Regions from separate parts of the Gossypium raimondii genome. Here region 2 is linked to region 1. A link is a contact called in public Hi-C data. All regions are on one chromosome and are shown on one strand. The core of a region is the stretch at or near the end of the contact, and the rest is flanking DNA. Distances in the headings are between cores, read along the strand shown. Region 1 has its middle 8.3 kb from the start of LOC128042943. Region 2 holds the start of LOC105791830 (arabinosyltransferase XEG113).

Region 1 (3,164 bases), core at 173-2,672:
CCAAAAAGATCATTATGTCTTATCTATCTTTTACGAAAAGAGAGAGGAGGTTTTAATATCTCCTAATTAATATCTGTAGTTGATTTAATTATTATTTAATACAAGTATATATTAAAACAAAATAACTTTATTAATTTAAAATTTTTAAAGTGTATACGTAGTTACCTTTTGTAGTTTTGAAGTTTACACTTTTATATAATATAAAATATATTATTAAGTCTTTGGTTAAATTGGTTTGTAAAAAGAAAATTAAAATCATTCTTTTAATAAGCAACAAATAGTAGGGTTTTGAAAGAATAACATTTTGATAAATAAGAGACGACATGTAACCTTTTGTTAAAATATTATAATTTTCAATATTATTAAACATACATATTTAATTACTTATATTTAACTATATAATAAATTATTAATATAATTTATTATTTTAATAAATTATTTAATATTTTTATTTTATTTTAATAATAAATATCTATTATAATTATAAATATATTAACAATAAATACTTTTTAATCTAAAAGTTAAAATATGTCATAAGTCCAATTTTTTTTTTTTGCTCAATCAATATAACGATAACAAAAAAAGAAAGACGTTGGAGAAATCCAACCTCTTACAAAGACGACCAGATTACAAAACACCCATAGTAGCCTTACACACTAAAGAACAACATGAAATGAAGTAACCAACTACAACTCAAACAATCACAAAAATCGCCACCAAGCTTTAAACAACGAAGATCTCCTAAAACTTGCTTTTGCCCATACAATTGCCTTGACGGATTATAATTACGAGTTGAACCTACAACAGTTTATTAAAACCACAGACAATACCAATGACTAGATTCCACAACATCCACGGTTTATAGCTCCAAACCAACAACCACTTCAGAACAACACACAAGTCAAACTCAATAACTAGAGGAACTTTCTCATGCCATCCCTTACTATAAAACATCTTCACGGCTATTTTTATGGCTCTTGCCTCAGCCATTACCAATTTCGTAACTTCAATCGACCTAATGAACATCACGTAGGCTGCTCATTTATTGTCTCTCAAAACCCACCACAACCCACTTCAACATTCATTACAACACCTGTGACATTGAACTTCATTCCCCTAAGGGAAGGTGGAGTCCATAGAAAAATATTCTCGGTTGACTATGCTCCTCAATGAACTACAATTCTTAGGCCAACACCACTAATATCATTCAAAAATTGAAAGTCATCATGAGCCGTTCTTGCCTCAACATGATGTCAAAATCGATATCAACCATAATATTTTATGGAGTCCTATCAACTTCACAATTCAACATAGCGAAATGAAATCATCAAAACACCCAACAAGTTTTCATTGAAAACCCCACCAATGGCAACGAAGTTCCCGACCAATGATATCAACCTGCTCAATTACTTTTTTTCGGATCCAATAACAACCTAGAGAAAATATCCTCCCGTTGAACCTCACTCAACGCATTAAAGACGCCTCCAATGATCCCTAGGCTATCAAATGAGTTCTTTAACTCTAGAATATCCCTAAACTTTCAGTCCATGTACTTTTTTTTCAAGAATCTAATCCCTGTACTTTTATTTTCAAGAATTTAGTCTCTCTATTTTACAGATTTTAAAATCAAGCCCAATTGTTAACCTTATTAAATTTGTTGGTCAATTTTGTTGATGTTACGTTTTAAATAAAAATACTTAATTAGTAGTCATGTAACTAAAAATAATGTTGTAATGACCTTAAATTTAGCAAAATATTTTAACATATGCAAAAATAATGTAAAATATAAATTTATAAATATAAAGTAAACTCAATTAAACAATGAAAATATAAGAAAATATCAAATATCGTTTGTTTTATTGAAAACAACTTTTATGAAATATTTTCAAGAAATTTATCAACACAACAGAAAATATTTTACACAGATTCATCAAAAAACAAAAAATATTAACCTTTTAAAAAACTCAACTTTTATCAACTTCAATTTCTATCGTACGACAGGTATTTTAATAAAGCTTGTGGAACACATAAATGCTGCCCCCAATATATGGAAGGGGCTTTACAAAGTCAATAGGAAAATAAGGAAGATTGAGTTTTGTTCTTATGTTATAAAAGTTGCTAATTTTAGAATGTGATCATTGGATCATGTGCAATCTTATGTAACTTAATTTTCTATATTAGGGTTCAGTATTAAACTACTCACATATAGCTACTTTGAAGCGTAGTTAATGCTTGCCATGCATGTGCTTTTTGATGTCCTCCCGTTGACATTAACAAGAAGGATATTTCGTAAACGTGAACAGACTCGTAGCCTCTTACTTTTAGTTCTAATTTCAAAGAAAAATTTATAGTGATATAAAATAGAAGATCTTGTAATTGTGTGATAATTCCTCCATCTTCTCTTGAATTAGAGGCAAGCCATAGCCCATAACTCGAGCAACATAGTGGTTCTCACTTATAAGGTATGTCCAATATCAGGCTGATTTGGATTGGATTTGCTAAAATTTAATGAATTTTAAATAATAACAATTTTATTCTTTTTTATATTTAATTTTTTAATTAAAAATAATAAAAACTAAAGTATTTTAAGTATTGTTAAATTGTGTTACATTCTTAAACATATTCTTTTCTAAATTAGAGGTAGGATTACAACTCAAATTACAAATAATATATTAAGCCATTTTCGCATCAAGGCGCAGCTTCTACCTGCCAAAGTTATTGGCCAGGACTTGTGGCTTTGGACCTTGGCCCAATTTAGGACTTGTCTTTAAGTTTTGGAAGAGAAAGAATATGTGCAGCCATGATGATTTGTTTGACCATATAATTTATGCAATATTATTAAGTTTTGGCCCAATTTAGTCATATATATTAGAAATTTTATCATGCTTCAAAATAACATAAAATAAATAATGAAGTATATGGTTTGAAATTAATTAATAATAAATTAACATATGCAATATGTATAAACATAATGACTTATTTGACCTCTAACTTTACAAAAAAAAAAGATTTTAGCCTTCCATTTAATTTTTCATTATTTTTAGTCCTTAAATTTACGTTTTTGTCAAGTTACCTCAAAATGAATAGAAAAGTTAACTTTTTAACTTCCTAGCGTTACATGTCAACATTTAATTAATATTTTAATTTTTGAAATTCAAAAATTA
Region 2 (3,549 bases), core at 482-2,981, 110 kb after region 1:
TTTTTTTTATTTTCCAATAGATATACCCAAATAGCACGAGAAAAATCATCAACTAATGTCAAAAAACAATGAGATCCACAAGATGAAGGAGTGTCATAAAAACCCCATAAATCACAATGAACTAACTCAAAAATACGAGTGGCTTTTTGTTCACTAATTGGAAAGTTATTTCTAGCCTGCTTAGCACGATGACAAATTTAACATGTTTTATTTAGATTATCTCTAGAGTTACTAACATAAGGAAGTAATTTTACTACTTTCTCGCAAGGGTGACCCAATCTTCTATGCCAAAGTTCCAAAGAGGATGAAGCTTCAATTGAAACCACTTTGACCATCGAAACATGCCGGAAGTAGTAAAGTCCATCTCATCTCTCACCCGCTCCAATCAGCTCCCTCGAATGAAGGTGAATAGCATATATGTTAGTAGAAAATTGGACAAAACAGTTCATATCATCATTCAACTAGGAAACCAAATTAAATTACAGTTTAATTTAGGAATGTAAAGAACGTGTTTTAATTGAATTTTGTCCTCAATTTAACCATTCCTTCTTGGGTAGCCACCATTGTTTGGCCATCAGAGAGTCCTATGGAACATGCTACAACATCTCTCACATTCGTCAAACACATAAGATCACTCGTAACATGATTTGAACACCCCGTATCAATAATCCAATTATTCTTGGACTTACCATTCAACCGAGTGGAAGTTGATTGTTTATTACCAAACACCGCTAAAAGAGACTACTATTGTTCAACGGTAAAACCAGGAAGTGTCGCCCTCCTTGGTGGTGATGGAGGAGGAGAAGACTCGCCGCCAAGCATTTAGAATGATGAAAGAAAAAAAATTGTGTCAAAAACCTTGCTCAGATGCCACTTGAATTTTATTGATAGACCTTAAGGATATATATATCTATACAATAGTAGCTACGTAGGAATCAAATTGCTAAAAGATAATATCCTATAATATCCATTATGAATCAAATTGCTAAGAGATAATATCATATAATAATATCCTAACACTTTTAAATAATTTCTTTTTCACATGTGCGCAAAAAGATCAGTTTACTTATTTTTTTTACTCGAAGAAAAAATGCAATATAGAAATTATTATGGTATTTTTACTTAAATATGTATAGTTACATCTCTCATTTCTCACCTCCTCTTATTCAAATTTAGAATGAATTTTTTGGTGTTGTAAAATATTTAGAATGGTTTGTTTTATATGCTAAGATGAACTTTCCTTTAATTTTTCTAATCTACCAATTATATCACCTTTCCAACTTTTTATTCCCTTTACTTTTACAAATAAAATTTAATTTTACGTAGATTAATTAAAAATTTCTTGAAAATCCCTGAGTGTGAACCGAGGGGGTTTTCACTCTAGTGAAATATTTGTTATTTTGTAAGCAAAATGAAATTTTCATTGACTAAAACATGTATCAAATGAAGGGATTGTAAAATGTTTTCCAAGTAAAAACCAAGCCATAATCCCACAAAATTCGGACAAGATTCTGAAATGTTGTCCATCACCAAGCTCTGCTCTGCACCAGACACCCTGATCTTAAAACCACTTATCGCTTGCCATTTTGTGTATGACTCAATAGAAATCTATTCTCTTCTATGTTGTTGTAAATTTTATATAGTCCTTATGCCAGCTTGCCACATGGTAAATTCTAAAATAATAGTAATGACTGATTTGTGATATAAATAAAAGACAATGGGCTGGGAAAGTTGACCAAGCTATAACCTACAGCTCTTACATAACAAGTTGCTACAGCTATTGAATTTGATCTGAAAACTCCTAAATTAAACATGGAGTCCGGACTACTATAATCGAAACCCCCTTTCCTTTGTTTCGCATTTTCATCCTGAAAAAATTCAACGCCAAAAAGAGATCAAGTTGGAACCCACAGCAAAGATGGGGGGATGGAGAAACGCAGTTCAAGAGGCTGCTGCTTCTAAACCGCTGTTTCTGACGATATACACCACCATTATCGTGGGGATAGTGGCGACTTCTTTTTATGTGTTCTCCGCCATTTACTCTCCATCCGCTCCCACCAGCACCCAGTCTATCTCTACTTCTTGGCTTTCCTCCCCTCCTCTCTCCCAAAGTACGCTCCTTGTTCTTTTTTCTTTTGTTTTTTAATTTAAGCTTCTATGTATGTACAAATGGCTGATCATATGTTATTAGAACAACTGAGTAAACATTGTTTTCGTTATTGGATCCTAATCAAAATGGAATATTGCTAATGGGTTTTTGTTAGTTTGACTTTTTGTTTGTATGTTAGACCCTTTCTTCCCCTAGCTTCTTTTATGGAATTATGTTGCAATTTTGAAGACTTTCTTTGATACCTTTTATTATGATGTTCTGTTCAGTACATCAACTTCACTCTTTTAGCATTTGCTTTACCATTAGTCAATTACATGATTTTATTAACTGATGTCCTCAAATGGTAGATGGTGGTTCTAATTTCAGTAACAACATTTCTCAACCAACAGACAAAGCATCACAACCTGGTAGCAACCAGTTGAAAACTATATGGGAGGCTCCGCCTAGTAATTCGAAAATGCCACCTTTGGAGTCCTTTAAATTAACAAAAGAACTGGTTGGAGAAAGGGCGAAAGACAATGTCATTATTGTCACCTTTGGCAACTTTGCGTTTATGGATTTCATCTTGACTTGGGTTAAACACTTGACGGATCTTGATGTTTCTAATCTTCTTGTTGGTAAGTTGTTAAAATCTTCCTGCAGTTAACTGTGCTTAAAAGTGGACAATGAATTGGAATCGTTGTGATTTAGGTGCTATGGACACCAAACTGTTGGAGGCTTTGTATTGGAAAGGTGTTCCAGTATTTGATATGGGCAGCCATATGAGCACAATAGATGTTGGATGGGGCTCTCCTACATTTCATAAAATGGGGAGAGAGAAAGTATTACTTATAAATGCTATACTTCCTTTTGGTTATGAGCTATTGATGTGTGATACAGACATGGTGTGGCTCAAGGTACTCCCTTTCCTATCCAGATCAAGTTTTTCTTTGTTGTTTACATGACACTAAGCTATAGTTTGATTGTTTCACTTTTTCTTCCCTTAAATTGGATAAGTTTTATTTTATTACAATGCTATCATACTGTGGAAGAATATGGATTTCTCTGATTCTATAAGAAATAAAATTTCAGTGAGAAATACTAGTTTTTCCTGGCGGTTGCATTTGCTTTGTGTGTACTTTTATTGGCTTGTGTAATGCTTCTTACTCTGCTGTCATCATTTCTTTATATTTTAAATCATGATCCTTAATGGTCACTTCAGAAGATATACATTAAAGTCATACTTGATGTGGCTTGCCCCTTTCCACAGGATCCGCTTCCATATCTTGCTCAGTACCCTGATGCTGATATCTTAACTTCAAGCGACCAAGTTGTGCCAACAGTTGTTGATGACAGATTGGCTGATTGGAAACAAGGTAAAAAATGTTTCAAGTTGTGGCCCAGAGTAGTATTGTTACTGGAGACCTGCCCTCTTCTTTTCTAGGAGAAGAGAGTAGAAA

The links. A called contact is a pair of places that touch in the nucleus more often than the background predicts.
Region 2: a contact with region 1 is called in a Hi-C map of leaf, with 2.8 times the contacts expected there. The contact joins the promoter of LOC105791830 here to the enhancer-like site in region 1. A contact is called at or near these places in 2 of 2 Hi-C or Micro-C datasets (both in leaf).

Annotation. Positions count from the first base shown.
Region 1 is chr8:48,733,084-48,736,247 of ASM2569854v1, forward strand. No RefSeq gene overlaps it. Among protein-coding and RNA genes, the nearest start is that of LOC128042943, 8.3 kb to the left of the region's middle. Within about 2 kb of position 1,423, the one cell type or tissue checked has open chromatin away from gene starts, as enhancers often do. A contact at or near this core is called in leaf, where this site is marked.
Region 2 is chr8:48,839,339-48,842,887 of ASM2569854v1, forward strand. It overlaps LOC105791830 (arabinosyltransferase XEG113), which reads left to right and starts at 1,732. Exons shown (of 13, transcript XM_012620074.2): 1 at 1,732-2,111; 2 at 2,500-2,727; 3 at 2,801-3,006; 4 at 3,360-3,465. The coding sequence starts at 1,919.